Linked DNA regions of Mus musculus: all the other regions are linked to region 3. A link is a contact called in public HiCAR-type and promoter capture Hi-C data. All regions are on one chromosome and are shown on one strand. Each heading gives the region's core, a stretch centred on a gene start, on an enhancer-like site or on the middle of the called end of the contact. The rest is flanking DNA. Distances are from core to core; before and after follow the strand shown. Region 1 holds the start of Cox7a1 (cytochrome c oxidase subunit 7A1). Region 2 holds the start of Rps19 (ribosomal protein S19). Region 3 holds the start of Pld3 (phospholipase D family, member 3). Region 4 holds the start of Rabac1 (Rab acceptor 1 (prenylated)). Region 5 holds the start of Arhgap33 (Rho GTPase activating protein 33). Region 6 holds the start of Syne4 (spectrin repeat containing, nuclear envelope family member 4). Region 7 holds the start of Arhgef1 (Rho guanine nucleotide exchange factor (GEF) 1).

Region 1 (2,700 bases), core at 70-2,569, 2.6 Mb after region 3:
GTGAGTTCCAGGACAGCCAGGGCTATACAGAGAAACCCTGTCTCAAAACCTAAACCAAACCAAAAAAAAAAAAAAAAAAAGAAAAGATCTAGGAAGCTTAATTTCAGCTAAAAAAACAATACAAATGCCCCATATTTTTCTCTAAGGGAACAACTCTTTCTCCCTCTGCTCTTTCCATCTCTCCCATCCCCTTCACGACCCCTACCTCCCTACCCTCCTCTCCTCCATCTGTTCACTGTCTATTCTTTTTTATTTTGTTATGTGCATTGGTGTTTTGCCCGAATGTATGTGTCTGTGAGGATGTTGGATCCCCTGGACCTGCAGTTACAGACATAGGTAAACAGCCATGTAGGTGCTAGGAACTGAACCAGGGTACTCTGGACTAGCAGTCAGTGCTCTTAATCGGCAAGCCACCTCTCCTGCCCTCCATTGTCAGTCCTTAAACTGTTTTTTTTTTTTTTTTTTTTTTTTTTTTTGAGACAGGGTCTCTTTACGTAGTGCCTGTAGCAAGGCTGGAACTCACCGTGTAGACCATTGTAGAACAGTGAGCCTCAGAAGTGCAGGAATTAAAGGTCTGGGTCACCACGGCCCGCTTTTCTTTTTTCTTTTTCTTTTTTCTTTTCTTTTTTTTTTTTTTTTTTTTTTTAGTTTTTCGAGACAGGGTTTCTTTCTCTGTGTAGCTCTGGCTGTCCTGGAACTCACTCTGTAGACCAGGCTGGCCTCGAACTCAGAAATCCACCTGTCTCTGCCTCTGCCTCCCGAGTGCTGGGATTAAAGGCGTGTGCCATCACGCCCGCACAGCCCCCCCCCGCCCCTCCCCCCTCCTTCTCTCTCTCTTTTTCTCTCTCTCTCTCTCTCTCTCTCTGTCTCTCTCTCTGTCTCTCTCTCTCTCTCCCTCCCTCCCCCCCTCCCTCTCTCTCTCTCTATCTCTTTAATTTCTTAAATCAGTTCTGGCCTGGTAAATATCTTTATCTGTATCGGGGTGACTCCTTGTTTCCTCAAGAACACTGGGGAAGATCCTGACTTGGCCCTGAGGAAACAAATATGGAAACTAAGGCTCCAAGGTGCAGTGATCACTCATTCAGAAGACAGACATTTATCTCTGCCCTCACTGGCTCCCAGATTATCAGCAGGGTAACCCTAGATAACAGCCAGGGAGTGGCAAGTCCCTGAGCCACTGTCATTGGGGTCAACCCAAATGCGGAAACGATGACTGACAAGTTGGAACACTTTCTCTCTGACCCTATTGGACAAATCTAATTTGGTCACGCCCCACCAGTCTGGGAGTCAGTGGGCGTGGCTTGGGATTCCCTTAGGGTAAAGTGCTGCACGTCCTTGGGCGAAGAGGGGAGGTGACTCGGAGCTGCTGAGGACGCAAAATGAGGGCCCTACGGGTGAGGCCCCAGCACGGGCTGTGTCGGGGTGGAGGGGAACCCCACAACCCAGATGCCTAACCTAAACATGCCAGGATCCGGAGTCTTAGAACAGGTGCACCCTTCAGACTGGGACTTCCTCCCTGGCAGCCTGAGCTTCCAGACAGCACTATCCTTAACATGGTCCAGAACCCTGGGTTTAAGCCTCCGTTTACCCGAGTCCCCCTTAACATCCCAGGGGGCCCTAAAACCAACTCTCATGGAACTTCCAAGCCAGTCTTGCCATCCCTGGAACCTGATTTTCTGGTATTAATCTAGCCCTCTCCTTCAAACCCCATAGCGCCCATTTCACATTCTCAGCACTGGAGTCTCTCACAGCCTGCAGAGAGTTCCAAGCTGTAGCTTCTAGACACCGATTCCCCATCCCCACTCCTTTGTTTGTTTGTTTGTTTGTTTGTATGTTTGTTTTGACACAGGGTCTCCCATAGCCCAGGCTGGTCTCTAACTTGCTATGCAGCTGAATGTCCTTGACCTCCGACCTCCACCTCCCAATTGTAACAACTTATGTGACACCTCCTCTCATTTTCTAAATGCTTACTAAGTAGCCCAGGCTGGCCCCAACTCCTGCTTTCCTCTTGAATGCTGGGATAATAGGCTTCCACCAATGTCTTGACAGATGTCCCCACCCCCAACCCCCACCCCACCCCCGCTCTCACTAGTAACTATCTTGCCTTAAGATATCTTACCTAGTTCTTCATCAGAAATGTAGTCCCCACATCGCAAAGCGCTCCCTTCCTGCGGGATCCACATGAGGGCAGATCTCCAGGTGCTCCCTACAGACCCATCTCCTATCCCTCCAGGTCTCCCAGGCTCTGGTCCGGTCTTTTAGCTCATCTACCAGAAGCCACTTAGAAAACCGTGTGGCAGAGAAGCAGAAGCTCTTCCAGGTAGGCGGGACAGAGTCTCTGGACCTAATGAGGGGTGGGGGTCGCTGGGCAGGTGGAGGTCTGTGCAGGAGCCAGCAACCCTGTTCTCACCCCTCCAACTCAGGCCGACAATGACCTCCCAGTACACTTGAAAGGCGGGGGAATGGACAACGTCCTGTACAGACTGACCATGACGCTGACTCTGGGGGGTAAGTGCAGGACCACTGGCTTGCTCTGGTCATAAGAATAGCCAGGGTCCTCGGGCAGTGGTGGCGCATGCCTTTAATCCCAGCACTTGGGAGGCAGAGGCAGGCGGATTTCTGAGTCTGAGGCTAGCCTGGTCTGCAGAGTGAGTTCCAAGATAGCCAGGGCTACATAGAGAAACCCTTTCTCGAAAACAA
Region 2 (2,931 bases), core at 71-2,570, 2.7 Mb before region 3:
TCTAATTTTAAGTCTTAGTATGTGTATAAAGAGGGTGCGATATGTGAACATACACCCTTCTCTGAGACGCACCTGTGGCAGTCAGAGGACAAAACTCTGTAGTTAGTTCTTATACCGTGATGGGTTCAAAGAATCGTATCAGGTCAATCAGGCTCGTATGGGAGAACTTCTACCTAGTGAGCGAACCATCACAATGCCCCTCGTTTCTTTTTTTTTTTTGGGGGGGGGGGGGTCGAGACAGGGTTTCTCTGTGTAGCCCTGACTGTCCTGGAACTCACTCTGTAGACCAGGCTGGCCTCGAACTCAGAAATCCGCCTGCCTCTGCCTCCTGAGTGCTGGGATTAAAGGCGTGCGCCACCACGCCCGGCCCCTCCTCTCTTTTCTATCTTAAATAATATTTGTCTGGATGCAACACAACCTCAAATATTTTATGCGCTGCGCTGCGGGGTGGGAGTGGGAGGTACTGAGAGCCTGGCGTAGTGACACACTCCCGTAGCATTAAGCTGGGGGATCATGAGTTCAAAGCCAGCCTTAGATAAAAAGTCCCAGGCCAGTCTTGGCTAAATAAATTAATGATAATCCTGTCTCAAAACAACAAACGATAGGCAGGTAGGTGGGTGGGTAGGTACAGATATAATAAAGTTGCACAGGTCAGCTTGGATGACTCAGAAGAGGCAAACGAGGAGACTAACGGTCTGAACAACCAGACTCCGGCACTAGATGGCGGAGCTGAACCTCCACCAAGGGCCCGCCTCTACCCCTTTGTCCCCGCCCTAATCTCCTCCCCGCTCCCAACGCCTTCTTTCCTCTCCGCGAGCGTCAATGGAGCTGAAGCAACTTCCGCCCAAAGAAGGGTGGGGCTTCCGTGTATCTCTTGGTCTCGCGAATGCTAATGCTAGCACAAAAGGTGGTGGTGGCCACATGTCATAGTGCCTTTTCCCTGGATTGCCTGTCACGGTTCCGCCCGTAACTATTCCCATTTCCGGCCAGGAAGCAGGGTCTTGCGCTGAATCCCGCCTTCCTTTCGTGCGCGCTCAACTTCGCCCGCACTTCCGCCCTCAAAAGTTTCCGCCTCCTTGTTCCCGCCAGACACACAAGGCTCAAATGAAGGCCGACTCCCCCAGCTCGCTCCGGTCACGCCCAAGGAAACGGAAAGAGGAACCAGATCCCTTATCCTCCTCCCGAGTCCCTTCTCTTGGCTTCTCCACCCCTTCCTCTTACAGACCCGCCCATTTTGGGTGGAGATGAAGCCATATTCGCCCTCAGAAAGGCGGAGCCCTCTGGTTTAGCCGCTCTCGCGAGCACTCCGAAATCTCGCGAGACTCGACGCCCGACTTGTGCGCCCGGGAAACCCCGTCGTTCCCTTTCCCCTGGCTGGCAGCGCGGAGGCCGCACGGTGAGTGAGGGCTCTGGGTCGCGGCTGTGCGCGGGGCCACGGGGCCGGGCTTTCTGGCCCCAAGAGCTCGTGCCGGGACCGCGGGAAGCCCGGCGCGGGGTCGCTCCGCCCTCTGGAGCCGCGGCCACGTGCGAGCGGCAGGCCCGGACATGCCTGATCGCCGCAATCCGGGAGCCCGGAGGGTTAGGTGGGCAGCGGAGGGGTGAGTGGGACGCCCGGAACGTGGGCTTGAGGGAGCGGGGTGTGGAGGGCTCTCCCACGCGGTCACCACGCCGCGGTGCTGCGATCCGCGTGGCGTGTGCACCCGGCAACTCTGTTGGACCTGCAGGAGCCGAGTTGCAGGGACATGAGGCTGGGTGGATGCTGAGGCTTTGGGGTGGACTGGCGACGAGCAGGGTTGGTGTTGACCTGGACCCACGTCAGGGGTTTGCACCAAGCCTGACCTCGGCATGCTTGTCCCTTCCTCAGATGCCCGGAGTTACTGTAAAAGACGTTAACCAGCAGGAGTTCGTCAGAGCTCTGGCAGCCTTCCTCAAAAAGTAAGTGTTTGTTGGAACTGAGGCCTGACCCCTGTGCGCTGTGACCCCAATGTGTCATTAATCCCTCTGGCCACTTGCTGGGGGTCTTTTCTGAATTGGGCCTACGGTGACCATGCTTCCTTTTTAACCTGTTCGTTCTTGCTTTTTTTTTCCCCCAACCTTGTTAACTTGCTAAAGGTTAGTAGATCTGAAGTCATCTTTGGAAATTTTTGAAGTGTGCTTTTTCTCAATTCTCTTGGTTCTAGGTCCGGGAAGCTGAAAGTCCCCGAATGGGTGGACACAGTCAAGCTGGCCAAACATAAAGAGCTTGCCCCATATGATGAGAACTGGTTCTACACACGAGCTGGTAAGAACTGAGGCTTTGGCTGGGAGTGGGAACCTGGGCGACCCCAGGCAGGGACCCTGTCTTCCCCTCCCATCTACACCAGGAGACAGACCTCATTATTGAATAGCTGTAGCTTTAAACTAGAAAGGAAATCTGAGGGCAAATGAGTGTCCATATTTTGCTTACTTGAGAGTCTTAACAGCTTTCTGTGTCCACGGTTATAGCATTTAGATTTGAACAACTGTCAACTCCTGTTTGGTTGAGTGGTCGGGAGTGCCACTCCTGTTATAAAGGAAACTTACAGATCTGGTGCCCAAAGAAAACTTTGGGGTGCCCCTCTGGTCTCTCTGGATCCTGCCTGGGTGCTTTGTGCATCCTGTTGTCTCTAGTCTTTAGGGGAGCAGGATTCTTTCTGCTGGGTAGTGCCAGGGTTGCAGTTCATGGCCAGGCCTTTGCTAGGGGGGGGCCCTGCCTGAGAATTCCCCTGGTCGTGGGAAGTAAGTTCCTCTTCGCTTAAGACCGTGAAGCAGTTTATAAGTTAATATTAAATGTCCACGGGATCCACTTTGTTTCAGGCTTTGGCATGGGCACAGGGACCACCATGACTCAACACAGCCTCTGAAAACCAAAAGGTCAATTCCACAGTGTGGGAAAAGGTCGGTGCTTCCACC
Region 3 (2,700 bases), core at 108-2,607:
TGTATCAGAGGCTGAGGTAGAGATCCTCCTGCTTTAGCTCCTGGACATTGGGTTTACAGACACACAAACCTGTTGGCTACTGTGCATTTTACAAATGGGAAAGCAGGAATTGGAGAGGCATGGTTTGGTGGCCTGGGTTTCCCACAGGTTTAGGGGTGAAGCTGGGACCCTGGGATACCATAGAATACCATATAATATCCCACACCATGGAAATATGTGAAACGTGTACCCACAGAGGAGGGAAAGCTATAAGGCTGGGTGGCTCCTTGTGGGTAATGCTGAATACAGATGTGTTAGTGGAGAGATGGAGACACCAGGGCGATTTGAGGGTAATCTAAGGGGAGATGGAAACAGGAAGTACAAGAATAACTGGTATGAAGAGATTTAGGGGAAATGGGGGTTTCATGAAGGAGATGTGTGGGTGACTAAGACAATGATGACAGAGAGACCGGCTCATCAGTGCTTGCAATCCCCACACTCAGGAGGCTGAGCAATTGGATCTAAAATTCAAGGCCAGCCTGAGTTGCACTGGTGACTGAATGCTAATCTCCCGCACAGGTACCCAGTGCTAACAAAGATGGAAGAGTGACCAGCGGAGCACTGGGGACAGCAGGGGCGTGTCTGAGCTGACATACTTTGAGGTTACAAGGAGACCCTGTCACATAAAAAGAGAAAACTGAGCATATAAGGCCAATCAGGGCTTAAGGGGAATGAAAATGAATAAAAAGGACAATGTTTGTGCTGAAGAGATGGTGCAGCAGTTAAAAGCACTTGTTGCTCTTCCAAAGGACCTGAACTAGAAAACCCAGCATTCACATGGGATGGCTCACAACCATTCGTAACTACAAATCCAGGGAATTAGACATCTTCTGATCTCCTCGGGTAAATGCAGTCACAGATACTCAATTAATTGTAAACAAACAAAAAAACAAAAATTACTTCTTAAAGGAGGGGGCGATGTGAGAGAGGTCATGGCGTCAGAAGGGGAGGGGTGGTGACGATTTAAGTGGGGTATGATTTAAGAGAAGGGATGAGGGCACCTAAGTGGGCCAAGGACGATATAGAAGAGATGCATTATAGACGAGAGGGTGACACAGGGAGGGCAGCCAAGGTGTCGCGCACCAGATCGCACAGTACCTGCACGTCAGAGTCTTCTACTCCAGAACCTAGCCCCGCCTTCCCGCCCACCTGTGCGCAGGCGCAGTCGCGCTAGACTGCGGGCAGGGTGGGGGCTAGACTTGATCCTTTCTGATTGGCGGCGTTCTTCGCGACCGAGGCTCTGTGTTGTCATGTGATGGTCGCCGCCCCACACTCTCTTGCTGGTTGGAGGCTAGGAGGGCTAGAGCGGCTGGTGGAAGGTGCAGTCTGGCTTCCGGTATCAAGGGCAGGACTTCCGGGGCGGGCGGCCCAGGCCGAGGGAGGAGTGTCTGACAGTTGGCGCGACCCGGAGGGCGGGCGGGCGCCTCGTGGGGGTGCGGGCCCCAGAGTGCCAGGTGAGGTGCGGGACTGGGACGGAGGAGGTTAGGGATGGAGATACGGGGTGGCCGGGGGTCTGGACTTCCCGCGCAGCCCATACTGTACGATCAGATAAATGATTTCTCTTTCTGAGCCTCAGTTTCCTCTTCTGTACAATGGGGGCCCAGAAGCTGACCGTAGAACCCGTGTAATGGGACGTCAGGTCGTGCACACCCGTTCTGCTCTCAGAGCTCTCCATGTTACTCTTCCATCCTCGTTAGCACTGATGATGGGTACCCGCGCGGGAGCTGCCCGAGCTAGCAGGCCAGCGGGTTTGGGTTCTAATCCCAGCTTCCCTTTGCAAGAACTGGGCCTGTGTCATTACCTTTCTGAGCCCAAGTTTTCTCTGTTTAGTGAAAACCGATAATCTCAGGCTCCTATGTTCGTCGTGTGGATCCTGATGAATGTCTTTGGCATACCAACAGCTCGGTGGATCGGGATTGTAGCTGAGAGTTCTAACAACATAGAGGAGGGAAGCCCAAAGGAAGCAAAACAACAGTCAAGAAGATTGTTTGCCTCTTTCCTGAGTCCTGAAATAGCGATTTAAAATAATGACTAATGCATGTTCCTCAATTTAAAAGGGGGCATTTTGCATTGTTATCCTAGCCAGGAGAAGGGAACCTTAACTTGAAATACAATAGAAATAGAACATTCCTCTTCATTTGTGGGCAGTAAATGAAAGATACTTGAAAAGTTGTTTTGTTTGTGTGTTTGTTTGTTTATTTACTTATTTATTATTTTTGAAGCTGGGTCTCTGTTTGTAGCTCTTTCTGTCGTGGAACTCACTACATAGACCAGGTTGGCTTTGAACTCACAGATAAACTGCCTGCCTCTGCCCCTCTACCCAGTGCTGGGATTAAAAGCCTCTGCTATCATGCCAGGGTGGCTAAATAGTCTTATATACTTGGTTTCCACCTCACATCTGCATGCAACTTACATTAGGTCTACAACTGTCCCAGTCTGTCACTAGTTTAGTTCAGATTTAATGAATACCTGTCAGACGTAGTTGTAGGAACTTTGAGTTTGCTGTTTTAACCCCTCTAATATATATATTTTTTAATTTTAAATGACATGTTTTATTACACTGTATGTAAAACCAGAGGATAGCTTGGCCTGGTGGCCTTTACCTACTTAGCCTACTTATCTCTCTGCCCCTCCCCACCTGCCGCCCCCCCCCCCCCCAGG
Region 4 (2,794 bases), core at 196-2,695, 2.6 Mb before region 3:
CCTCGGAAACTTTTGGATTCCCCTCATTGGGTCTTCCCTGACACCTTTCTTTCCAGTGGTCCTGGTGACAGTCTGGGGCCACCGGACTTACAGATCTCAGCCTTCCCCTCTGAGAATCATCAGGGCCAAGACTTGGGAAGGAACACGGATCTAGGCCTGCATGAGGTCGCCACCTGGTGTGCAGTGTGGGTATCTGCAGCTGATGCGTTCCGTGGGGGGGGGGGGGGGGGGTTGAGTGGAATTGGATTAAGTCATTTACAAGAGACAGAGGTGCCAGGGCTTTGGGGTCTCTCTGGGTTTGGGAAGCTGAGACTGGAGGGGAGCACCTGGTGGGTCTAAGCCCTTAAAGACCAAGTTAAGTGACTCTAGTGGACAGCTCGGTGGGGGCCGTCTTGGGTCCCAACTATTCGGAAGTTTGCATTCCGTGAGACCACGATCAGAAAGGCCCGAGGAGCCATTTGGGCAGGAGATTTCTTACCAAAGAGTACAAGCTTAGACTGCAACGTGCGCAGATAGAGAATGTAACAGGCGCCAAAGAAGACAGCCAGAGCCACCAGCAGCATGGGAGATGTCACCCTGGAAGAGTGTGGGAGACAGGAGTTAGGTATCCGAGGCTGCGTCAGCCAGGCCCCTCTAGCTTTGGACACAGACTGAGGTTACGTCCTTCTAGGCCAGCGAAGGCCACATCCTGGTCAGGTGAATGCAGGAGTACAGACTGACCGGGTCCTGTAGTGACAAAGTGGGCTAACTGGTCTGGGCGGGGCCTGGCAGCCGGGGGCGGGGTCTGACTATCGAGGGCGGGGCCGCAGAGGCACTCACACGCAGTACAGGATGAGGCCGAGAAACACGAACACGTAGTTGCTTTGATAATACTCCACGTTGCGTACCAGGCGCTGGCAAAGCTCTCCCACATTGCGGGGTCGCGAGAAACGTTGCTGGTCCACGAAGGTGCCCCAGGGCCGGATGGTCGCCCGGCGCCGCTCCAGCCACTCTCGGCCTGCGCCGGATGGAATCAGCTTGGGCAGCAGGGTCCTAATGGGCAGGGCAGAGCAGAGCAGCTGAAGGGAGGGAGAGGGTAGAATCTGGACCCCAGATTCTAGCACACCTGGTCCCAAGCATGACCTTGAACCCCTAGGAGGAAGGGTCCTGAGAGGGAGCCAACAGGACTGAGTCCCTCCCAGGACCTCTGAGGAGATGAGGGACTCCTGCATCTCGGATCTGGGGGTAACACCCTGCTTGCTCACGTGGCGCTCAGCCCTTCCCCTTCGGCATCCTTCTGCTGGTCCTTCTGGGCCGCCATGTCTGCACTGCAGTGGATAGAACCGCTGTAAATAGCCCGGAGCCCAGCAGCACCTAGGCGGCCCCACCCCAGCCGGGACTCTTTGGAAGTGGCGTCGTTGGGAGCTCTAGAGGGCGGTAGTTGTTCCTCCAAGCATTGTGGGTGTTGTAGTCATCGTGGCGTCAAGAGGCAGGTTTGCCTCGCAAGACATCTTGGGAGATGTATGCTAAGAGCTCGTCGGGAGCCTCTAGGCATTGTGGGAATTGTAGTTTCAGGAGGCTCAGCGTGGACTACAGCAGGTGGACTGTCAGGACAGAGGATTTTGTGGGAGTTCGAATGGCAGAAACGTACTTCCGTGGACCGTGCAGAGCTGTCGTTCTGGCTCGAGAGAGCTTAATAAAACATTGTTCGAAAACTCAGATATTCTGATTCTAACTGGGCAAGTCTGGGAAAGAGTTCATTTACTTTTTCTTTCCTAAAAGTATTTACTTTGAAAGTGAGACAGGAGAGATGGCTTACTTGTTTCTCTTTCAAAGGATCATAGCTTGGTTCCCAGCATCCACACCCAGTGCTTCACAACTGCCCGAAACTCCAGCTCTAGCCAATCAGACATACTCATGTGCACATACCCACACTCAGATACACATGATTTAAAAATAAATGTTTGCATTTTAAAAGAAAAGATTTACTTTTATATGTTTATGCGTGTGTGCCACCAGAAGAGGGTTTTAGAGCTCCTGGAACTGGAGTTACAGGCAATTATGAGCTGTCTAGAAATCATGGGTGCTGGGAACGGAACTCCTCCGGGTTGGGATTTCAGTATGGGCCACTCAGCAGGAAATTGTGTCTGGGTTTCCCACTTGGGGTCCAGCATTGCTTCAGATCAGTGGAGGACTGCAAATGTACAGTTAGCCTAAAGACTAAAGAGGGACACCACAAGGCCAGAGTACTGGAAAAGACAGAGAACCTTGGAAACCAGTTTGGCGGCAAAAGTCAGCTGGGTTTGACTGCTATGGGAACCAATTCAGTTTCTTTAAGAGGACTAAGCAAATTCTTTCTATTTCATGACCCTCAAGTCTCTGCTGCCCTGGTGGGAGTCGGGGCTTCGGGAGAAGGCAGTGGAGAAGGCAGTGGGATCCAGAGGCAACACTGTTGCAGAAAGTGGCAAACTAATTCAAAGAATGTAAGAAATTTGAATACTGGGATTTTTAGGATAGGTGTCTGGAAGCTGGGAAAGGAGTCCTTTGGGACAGTGGAAGCGAGGACCCTGAGGTAGAGATGTGATGAGGCAGGGGGTACTTTCAGGTTCCTGAGGGAGGAGGCTCACGTTAGATGGGTTTTGAGTCAGTAGGTAGTAGGAGACATCCGAGAAGGCTGTGGGAGATGGGACTTGGCTCTGAGCTCTTTCCTGTGCTTCCCAGAGCAAGTGGCACTGGGAAAAAGCCAGAAGATATTAACAGGAACTCGAGACCTTGATCATAATGCCGGCTGCATGACTTCAAGGGGCCTCCCCCA
Region 5 (2,700 bases), core at 180-2,679, 3.0 Mb after region 3:
AGACTGGAATGTGGTTTGCACACCGTCACTAGGTTCTCTCCTCCTCATTCCTCATGTGTGTTCCTTCAGAAAGCCCTCTCTGTCCATCTAAGGCTGTTTCAGACAATTGTCTCCATCCCATCCTGTGGGCTTTCTCCATCCCATACTACACAACTATACCTGAGCTTATCCATCTCACTCTGAGATGCTTCCTGCAAGGAACTCATCTCTCCCTTTGGAAATAGGGCCCCAGGCTGACACCCTCACCCCCACCCCCGCCAATGCCCAACAGAGATCAGCACAGAGTTAGTACTGTATGTATGATTCTTCTCTGGGTCCCTGACACGCAGTGCCAATCCAGTTGCACGGCATAGACTGGGCAACTCTGATGAATAAAATAACCAGCTGCCAGATGGGGATTCGGGGATTTGCTAGACTGGGCTTTTTCCCTCCTCCGTGTCCCTGCAACCCCAAGTTCATCCCTGGGTCTCACCCTCAGAGTCTGTCCCCTGCCAGCCCATGAAGCTCCCCAAGGCAGGATGGGATCTGACTGTTTCTGTGCCTGGAGCATGGGGCCTGCACAGAGGAGGTCTCAGTGAATGTCTGTGGAGTGAGGGAATGAATGGATGAATGAGCGGGAGCAGTATGGAGGAGGGGAGATGAAGACAAGGAGATGGAGAAGCCCCAAGGCTCAAGTGGAACGGAGGCGGGAGGCGCGATGTTGGCCTCGAGTAAGGATCGGGAAGCGGCGGGAGAGACTTCGATAAAGGTTCAGATCGATGTCGGTGGAGGGATTGAGAGCGCGTGGCGTGGGATGAAAATGAAGAAGAAAAGGGTCAGGCAGGGGATGGAGTGAGATGGGGGTGGGGCTCAGGAATGAGAAAGGGGCTGTTGGGAGCAGGAGGTGGTGGTCGGGAGGGTGACTGGGGATGAGGATGCTGAGGAGGGCGCTGGAGTGGGGGCTGGTTTCCAGGGAGCCTCGGCAGACGCCTGCAGGGGGGAAGCCCTCATGGGGCGCGCGGGTCCTTCCCTGAACCAGCCCCCTTTTCTCAAGTCCGGATCCTCCGCCACTGTCACCCCTTTTTCAGGGCCCAGAAGGGGGAGGGAGGAAATGTGCGCTGAGGGGGCGGGGTCGAGGCCCGGGCCGCGACCCAGGACCGCACCGAGGTGGAGACCGTAGGGGACCGCGAGGAAGGGTGAGGGGCGGCGCGCAGGCCGCGGGCTCGGGCGGGGCCGGGGGCGGGGCGCGCAGGGCGGGGCCGCGCGGACAGACTGGCACGCGGACACACAGACTGATGGCCCCGAGGGCCCCTCACCACCATGGTCGCGGTAGCCTCCTCAGACCCCGGCGGCTTTCGAGCCCTCGTTCGCAGTCCTCGCCACCGCCGCCTCCGCCGCCATGGTGACACAAAGGGGAGGGCGTGAGGCGCGCGCGGGCGGTCGCAGGCTCCTCCCCTAACGGCTGCCGGGGGGGTCTCTGGCGCGCGCCCCATGAGGGGCGGGCCAGCGGGCACGCGGAGGCCCTTCTCATTGGCTCCAGTTTTGGCCTGAGGGCTACGCCCCGCCCACAAGGCGGCTGCTTATTGGCTTTGAGTGCTGCTCTACTTCCCGCCCCCATCCCCGCCCCGTCTCTCCAGTCCCACCCCCCGAAGTTTGACAGCGCCACGCCCATGGATGGTTGGCATTGGCTGTCAGGGCCCTCCTGAGATAAAACCCTGTATTCTTTATGCTCCGCTGCCGCCACTTCTCTCCTTAAGCAGCCTGCCCTTTCCTCCCGCGGTCGCTCCTCGGACGTGCTTCATTGGGTTCGCCTACGACTATCCCCCACAAGCAGCCTTTTCGAAATGCGGGTCCTCCAGTCCCCACGCTGTCAGTCCTGATCCTGACCCCGCCCACAAGCTTTTTGATCTCGCACACCCCGCTGTGTCCCCACCCTAGGCTCTGTGCGACTTGGCCTCCCCCTATTCACTGGACATCTTTCCTTGTTTCCCTATATTCGCTTATTTGAGGCTAGCCTTTGACATCTTTTTCTAGGAAAAGCTTCTGTATGGAATGCTATGACATTCATGCCTCTCAGAAAGCCAGGTGCAGTCTTTTTTCTTTTTTTAAACGATAGAGAAGTGCCTAGAAAGCATTGCAGCCACACCCTTTCCGGAAGGATGCTTTCACTGATCTGGACCTGAGCAGGCCTCTCGTTTCGGTAGCACGCTCCCGGTCCAGGCTTTTAAAGACTTTGATTATTTAATTCGGGGATATACCAATAATCAAAAAAAAAAAAAATACAGCCTTACCCATATGGAAGCTCAAAGGCTAGTATGAACTAGGTGATTTCGGTTTGTAATCTCAGCACTGGAAAAGTGGGTGCAGGAGAATCATGAATTTGAGGCCAGCTTGAGCTGCATAGTGAAAATCTGTCTCAAACAAACCAAATTAGGGACTGGAGAGATGGCTCAGCAGTTAGCACTGACTACTCTTCCAGAGTCCTCAGATTTCTACTCCCTGTTCCAAGCACCCACATGACTGTTCACCAGCTACAGCTCCAAGATGTCCAGAAGATGCTCTCTGTGGGCACTAGGCACACATGGAACCCCCAACATATACACAGGCAAAATACCTGTATGCATTAAATAAAAAAATTTAAAACCTCCAAATCAAAGGCTGATGGGGGAAGATAATGAACAAAATAAATATAAATATGTATCATCCGAGAGAAAAGCTAGT
Region 6 (2,837 bases), core at 307-2,806, 2.8 Mb after region 3:
CCTGAAACTCTAGTCATATGCTCTATCACCTCTAGATTCCCCTTAACCTCACACGGCTCTTTTGGGGACACCCTTATCTCTGACTGCTAGCTCTTAAGTCATGCATTCTTGATACCCCAGTGTTCATAGAGTCTTCCTCCAACTCTCCGAACACCCTGGCCAGATGTTAGCTCCACTCCCTAAAGTTCCGTCTTTTCCATCTCTTCTACCCAGGCAGGCTTGCTGTAATACCATTCCTGAGTAAAGCCTCCCTAACAGCCAGAGTCCCGGGATAGGCCATTCCCTTTAACCTCTGTATTAGAGCCTGACCCCAGCAGTGCACCCCCAGATTAGCTCTGCGTAAGTATCCCTAGGACTGCCCATGTCTGTCCCAGCCCCTCAGATGCCAGCTGAAGCTCCCACAATGTAGTAGCCCTTTATGTCTTAAAATGCAGCATAGGCCCTGTCTCCTCCCAAAGAACTGGACACACACACACACACACACACACACACACACACACACACACGGCGGGCCAATAGTCTTGTCCCCAGAACCTATAGATTACCACTCCTGAGGGCCTGCTGACCCTTGTCCCCTGACCAGCTACGGATGCCCGCTGACTTTTCACACACTCCCAAACTCTGGATATCCATTTACCATTATCAACTGATTCCCGCAGCCCAGGCCTCCTCAACGGCCCATCACCTCGCTGCTGGTGGAACCACGGAGCCTGCTGGTGCTCCGGGGCACAGCTTACACACGCCTGCTCCACGGCATCTCAGCTACCCGTGTGGATGAGCTGGACGCCACCTCGCTGCCACCCAATGCCACCGCTTGCAAGTCAGCGCTGCCCGGAGCCCACCTGGTGCGCGGCACCCGTGTCTCACTGACCATTCGCCGCGTGCCCCGTGTGCTGCGCGCCAGCCTCCTGCTGAGCAAGTGACCACCAGGTTCTAAGACCTTGGAACCCTAGGGCAGAGGTAGCTGTCCAGGGTTATTTATTTCCCCAGTAACTATGGAAACCATGGAGAAGACACCATTCCAAATAAACAGAAAATACCTTTACTCGTTTTGGATTTTTTTTTTTTTAACTAGATGGGAAGAGATACTTCAGTTTCTTTCTCTCTGCCCCCCCCTCCCCCTTCAATACTGGAGATAGAACCTAGGGCTTCTTGGATGCTAGACAAATGCTGTACCACTAAACTACAACCCAGGCAACAATTGCATTATTTTTTAGTTTTGCAATAGGGCTTCCATAAGTTGCCTAGGCTGGCCTTGAACTTGAGACCAGCTTGCCTGAGGTGACAGGCTTTAGCTGCCAGGTGCTGGGACTTTTTTTCAGTATCCTTATACCTGAGACTTTAAATGAATGGGACGGGCCCTGAGACACAGGTGTCCCTGAAGGTGACAGGATCCAAGGTCTTGAGATGGGTGACGTTTTCTCTCAAAGCCCCACGATGGCGAGCGGGTGGTATTGGAAGGTTTAGGTTCTCCTGCTGGGGAGGAAGGAGTTAAATGCCTCCGCACCTCAGCCAGGCATCAGATTTCTCTAGTCCAGGTTCTTCCAGGAAGGGGTGGAGCTAGGCTGGCCCCTGGGCCCCTCAGTAGCCTCGGACTTAGGCTGTGAGTCCTGCTGAGAAAGCATGGGGGTCTGGACTGTCTAAGAAAGCGGCTGCTGTTACTGGACATCCTCACCTGACGATCCCCAAGTGCACGGCCATGGCCCTGGTTCCACCTCTTGGCCGTGAATTCCCGCCAGAGCCTGTGAATTGTCCCCTGGCAGCTCCTAGAGAGCTGGATGTTGTCGGAGGGACCATCTGCCCTGCACCTGAGGAAGAGACAAGCAGGTGGGGACTGGGGCTTGATAGTGGTTCCGAAGGAGGGAGGGAGGGAGGGAGGGGTCTGTGGGAAGGGCCATGTGTGACTGACTGAAGAAGGACATGGAGAAAAGTGGGCATATGGTGAGGTGGAAAAGGAGACACTGTGCCTCACAGGTGGCCCATCAACCTTTCTCCTCTCTAGGCCAGAGCAGGTCCAGGCCTCCTTGGGCCTGCCTGAGCATTGCATGGGTGAACTGAAGAGCACTGAGTCTGCCACCAGCCCCTCAAGACTCCCCCTGGCCTCTTCCCATGAGCATCAAGACGGGGGCAAGCCCTGTGAGGTGAGCTGAGCACACCCTCTGTTCCAGTCCCACTTCCTGTCTGTCCCCCGGAATCTGCCCCTTGCTCAGATGATATGATTCTGGGGGGTGCTGTGGAGGAAGGGACACCGTAAGGACATCTGGTTGCCAATCAGTATTTCACTTATTTTTAATCGTTTTGTGTATTTACTCTGTGTGCCTAAGTGTGAGCAGGGATACAGGCACATCATGCGTGCCGGTGCCAGTGTCTCTCAGTCACTTTCCACTATGTGACAGAGTCTCCCATTGAACCTGGCTAGGGTGGCTGGTGAGTGAGCGCCACGAATCTGCCTCCAGTCACTGACCAGCCGGTGCCACATGCTTGGTTCTTTGAGCACTTGCTTGTACAGCAAACATTTTATCAACTGAGCCATCTCCCCGGTTCCCCCGACCTCCTTATTTGAGATATGCTTTCACTGTGTAGCTCAGGCTGCCCTTGAACTTTCAGTTCTCTTGCCTCAGAGAACTGGAGTTACATTTTATCATCTCCAAGCTGGACATATTTCCACGTTTTACCAAGTAGGAAATGAGAATTTTATTAATAACCCCATTCCTTTTGGGGGTACTCTGCTCCATTATCCTTCCTAGTTTAGACCCATATAAAGACCTTTCTAGAAGGCTCGGGAACCTGGAAATCTTAAATTAGATGTCTTCAGCCTTGGTGTAAAGGGCTGCCAA
Region 7 (2,700 bases), core at 187-2,686, 2.7 Mb before region 3:
ATGTCCCACCCTTCCCTGCCTGCCATATGTCTGACTCCAGCATCCCTGCCTCCCCACTCTTCCCCTGGAGTCCCCCCTTCCCAGTGCTTGCTCCAGCCACTCGAGTGGCCTACCCTTGCCTCCAGGCTGCCCCACCCTATTCTCCCACCTAATCTTGTCCTTCCCCAAGTCCAGCTCCCTCTCTAGTGGGTAATGAGCCCTTAATCGCTGCCTCTAGGGGAGCTGATTACAGCAGCCTCGTTAGTGTCACCCCCCCTCCTCCCAGATCTGTCATGGCCACTTAAGTGATAATAAATCCTTCCCAAAGCAGCCCTTGGCAGGAGTCATGGATCTCATGTAGACTGCTCCTCAACACTGCCAGGGAACCAGGAGCAGAAAACCCAAGTCCCCTCCCCCCTCAGACCCAGGATTCTAGGTTCAAGTTCTCACCTGACCACTTCTGAGATCTGGGACCAGACAGTTCTTGCTGTCTGTCTTCCCCAACCCCCTCCCCCCAAAATAACAGGAAGTCTCTTGGGGAAGTCCCCACCCCAATTGAAATGCTGGTTTATCTCCCTTATAGGGCCTCACCCTCCTCATGTCCCAAAGCAAGGGGGAACCAGCCCGGGTGTTACCAAATTTTTACCTATATTTAAACTCTGAGAACACAAGATATTATTTTCTGGAGTGGGGCCTAATTCCCTCATGGGTTCACTTGCATAAGGCAGATTTGGAGAGTTTCTGTCAAGAACCGGGGGGAGGGGGATGACAGAGAGAGCTAGAGTGGTGTGACAGTCATTGGGATGGGAAGAGCAGACTCAGGTTGTTAAAAGACAGGAGGCCAAGAGGAGACTCAGTGGGATCCCCAGAGACAAGGATGCAGAGATAAATAGCCAAAGGAAGAAGCAGACACAAACTGGCTGGCCTGATAATAACAGTTGAGGAAAGGACAAAGCCTGAAATCTCAGAGCATGAGAGAGACAGCCAACAGCAAGAAATGGGCCCAGCGTGATCAAGGCACAGAGGAGCTGCAGCAGGGAGAAGCAACAGAGGCCAGAAAGCAAGGAGTGCCTGGATGGGCCCCTGACCTTGTGGGCAGGAAGGCCTTCGAGCTTCGAAAAAGAGATCAGGGTGGTGGCGCGCACCTTTAGCTTTAATCTCTCTACTCCAGAAGCAGAGACACCTGAGTTCGAATCCAGCCCGCCTTACACAACAAGTTCGAGGCCAGCCAGGGCTACATAGGGAGCCCTTGTCGCAAACTAAGAGAAAGAGAGAGTAAGGGCCAGGGCAGGAGCTGGGCAACAGCAGGGAGGGCGGCGGAGGCGGACAAAGGCGAAGGGGAGCCGGGCGGGGCCGGGTGGGGACGCGCCCGCGGGGAAAGGAGGAGCCGCGCGGGCGGCGAGAAGGGGAAGGAAGCCGAGGTGCCGGGCGGGCACGGGGCGCGGGCAGGAAGCGGGGAGGGGCGGCGGGCGGGGGCTCCGGAAAAACGCCCCGACTTCCTGCCCGCCAGAGCCAGGAAGCCGGAGTCGGGACACCGGGCCCGGGATCCCCGAGCCCGACCTCGGGCGCCTCGCCGGTCACCTCCCCGCGCGGACACCAGGTACACTGTCCCTGGCCCCGCCCGGCCTCCTCCTCCAGCCGCCGCAGGGAGGAGCAGGGAGGGGACCGGGCGCGGAGGGCCTCCCAGGGTGCGCCCAGTGAACCTGCAGCCGCCTTTCTCTGGCCTCGGTTTTCTCATCTGTCAAAGAGAGCAAAGAGAAAACCCGGCGCGTTGGCGCCCGCCTGTCATCCCAGGAGTTGGGAAGCAGAGACAGGAGGATTGCCATGAGTTCGAGGTTAGCTTGGGCGACCTAGCATGAACCTGCCTCAAAAGAAAAAAAAAAAAAAAAACAAAACAAAACAGAGAGAGAGAGAGAGAGAGAGAGAGAGCACTTGTCGAGAGCACAAGTAGGTAGAGATCCAGGCTCCCAGCGAAGAACGATAACACTCATTTATCAGCAGGGAAACTGAGGCCCAGGGAGTCGGACTGCCTTGTCGTAGGGACAGAGCATCTGGGACTTGAACTCAAAGCTGTTTCCTGTAAAGAGCTGTCCCTGCGATCATGGATGCTTGATTAGAGCTCCCTAAAATAAACAAATATCTCTGCAGTACATTTTAAAGCCGAGACTTACAGAGCGTTAAACACGTCTCAGAAAGCTTTTTTCCTTACCCTCTCTGTGGTATTAATTATACTCTGGGAGATGGCTGTAGGGGAGAGAACCGGAAACATATCCTCATTGAACAGATGGGAAGACTGAGGCCTAAAGGGAAGTCATTGCATTTTGCAGGTTAGTCTATCAGAAGAAAATATATGCTCGAGCGCATGAGTGTTTTATGCTTTTGTTTGTGTGTGTGTGTGTGTGTGTGTGTGTGTGTGTGTGTCTATCTATGTGAGGGGGTTCTGTTTTTGTTTTGTTTTTTCTTTCCAATTACAGCGGGAGGAGTTGACAGTGGTGACAGAGGGTATACAAGCATTTGGAATTTAATAGGTCCGAGTTGGGGAGGTAGAGCTCATGTGAGGTCCCGATAGGTGCTTAGGACCTGAGCGACTTGAAGTTTCTCCGAGATTGAGCCCTAACCAGGCAATGGAACCATGCACCACTCCTGCTAAGGGGGCGGGGCCCAGGAGAGTGACAGGGGCAGTCGAAATACGGAAACAAGGGTCCTCCAAGGCAGACCAGA

What was found. Promoter capture Hi-C pulls out the DNA fragments that hold promoters and counts their contacts. HiCAR-type assays count read pairs that join an accessible place to other places.
Region 1: a HiCAR-type map of astrocytes shows a contact between it and region 3, with 6 times the contacts expected there. The contact joins the promoter of Cox7a1 here to the promoter of Pld3 in region 3. A contact is called at or near these places in 2 of 39 promoter capture datasets (hippocampal neurons and liver), 1 of 115 datasets of contacts at active chromatin or transcription factors (astrocytes) and 3 of 9 other capture datasets (adipose tissue, liver and pancreatic islet).
Region 2: a promoter capture Hi-C map of liver shows a contact between it and region 3, with 2.8 times the contacts expected there. The contact joins the promoter of Rps19 here to the promoter of Pld3 in region 3. A contact is called at or near these places in 4 of 39 promoter capture datasets (cranial neural crest, embryonic stem cells, liver and 1 more) and 1 of 9 other capture datasets (liver).
Region 4: a contact with region 3 is called in a promoter capture Hi-C map of cranial neural crest. The contact joins the promoter of Rabac1 here to the promoter of Pld3 in region 3. A contact is called at or near these places in 1 of 39 promoter capture datasets (cranial neural crest) and 1 of 9 other capture datasets (liver).
Region 5: a contact with region 3 is called in a promoter capture Hi-C map of pre-B cells. The contact joins the promoter of Arhgap33 here to the promoter of Pld3 in region 3. A contact is called at or near these places in 4 of 39 promoter capture datasets (cranial neural crest, hippocampal neurons, liver and 1 more) and 1 of 115 datasets of contacts at active chromatin or transcription factors (thymic regulatory T cells).
Region 6: a contact with region 3 is called in a promoter capture Hi-C map of cranial neural crest. The contact joins the promoter of Syne4 here to the promoter of Pld3 in region 3. A contact is called at or near these places in 3 of 39 promoter capture datasets (cranial neural crest, hippocampal neurons and liver) and 1 of 115 datasets of contacts at active chromatin or transcription factors (bone marrow-derived dendritic cells).
Region 7: a contact with region 3 is called in a promoter capture Hi-C map of second pharyngeal arch cranial neural crest. The contact joins the promoter of Arhgef1 here to the promoter of Pld3 in region 3. A contact is called at or near these places in 2 of 39 promoter capture datasets (embryonic stem cells and second pharyngeal arch cranial neural crest).

Annotation. Positions count from the first base shown.
Region 1 is chr7:30,182,852-30,185,551 of GRCm38.p6, forward strand. Cox7a1 (cytochrome c oxidase subunit 7A1) reads left to right here and starts at 1,320. Exons shown (of 4, transcript NM_009944.3): 1 at 1,320-1,394; 2 at 2,234-2,320; 3 at 2,424-2,508. The coding sequence starts at 1,380.
Region 2 is chr7:24,883,272-24,886,202 of GRCm38.p6, forward strand. It overlaps Rps19 (ribosomal protein S19), which reads left to right and starts at 1,321. Exons shown (of 6, transcript NM_001360119.1): 1 at 1,321-1,396; 2 at 1,865-1,935; 3 at 2,181-2,281. The coding sequence starts at 1,865.
Region 3 is chr7:27,551,861-27,554,560 of GRCm38.p6, forward strand. It overlaps Pld3 (phospholipase D family, member 3), which reads right to left and starts at 1,358. Exons shown (of 14, transcript NM_011116.2): 1 at 1,138-1,358. It overlaps 2310022A10Rik (RIKEN cDNA 2310022A10 gene), which reads left to right and starts at 1,430. Exons shown (of 10, transcript NM_175107.5): 1 at 1,430-1,493.
Region 4 is chr7:24,971,283-24,974,076 of GRCm38.p6, forward strand. Rabac1 (Rab acceptor 1 (prenylated)) reads right to left here and starts at 1,446. Exons shown (of 5, transcript NM_010261.2): 1 at 1,245-1,446; 2 at 820-1,032; 3 at 479-576. The coding sequence starts at 1,300.
Region 5 is chr7:30,533,631-30,536,330 of GRCm38.p6, forward strand. It overlaps Arhgap33 (Rho GTPase activating protein 33), which reads right to left and starts at 1,430. Exons shown (of 22, transcript NM_178252.3): 1 at 1,296-1,430; 2 at 473-582. The coding sequence starts at 550.
Region 6 is chr7:30,313,260-30,316,096 of GRCm38.p6, forward strand. Syne4 (spectrin repeat containing, nuclear envelope family member 4) reads left to right here and starts at 1,557. Exons shown (of 8, transcript NM_153577.2): 1 at 1,557-1,827; 2 at 2,003-2,141. The coding sequence starts at 1,700. Alkbh6 (alkB homolog 6) reads left to right here. Exons shown (of 7, transcript NM_198027.3): 7 at 660-1,044. The coding sequence ends at 923.
Region 7 is chr7:24,901,550-24,904,249 of GRCm38.p6, forward strand. Arhgef1 (Rho guanine nucleotide exchange factor (GEF) 1) reads left to right here and starts at 1,437. Exons shown (of 30, transcript NM_001130151.1): 1 at 1,437-1,579. Cd79a (CD79A antigen (immunoglobulin-associated alpha)) reads left to right here. Exons shown (of 5, transcript NM_007655.4): 5 at 1-309.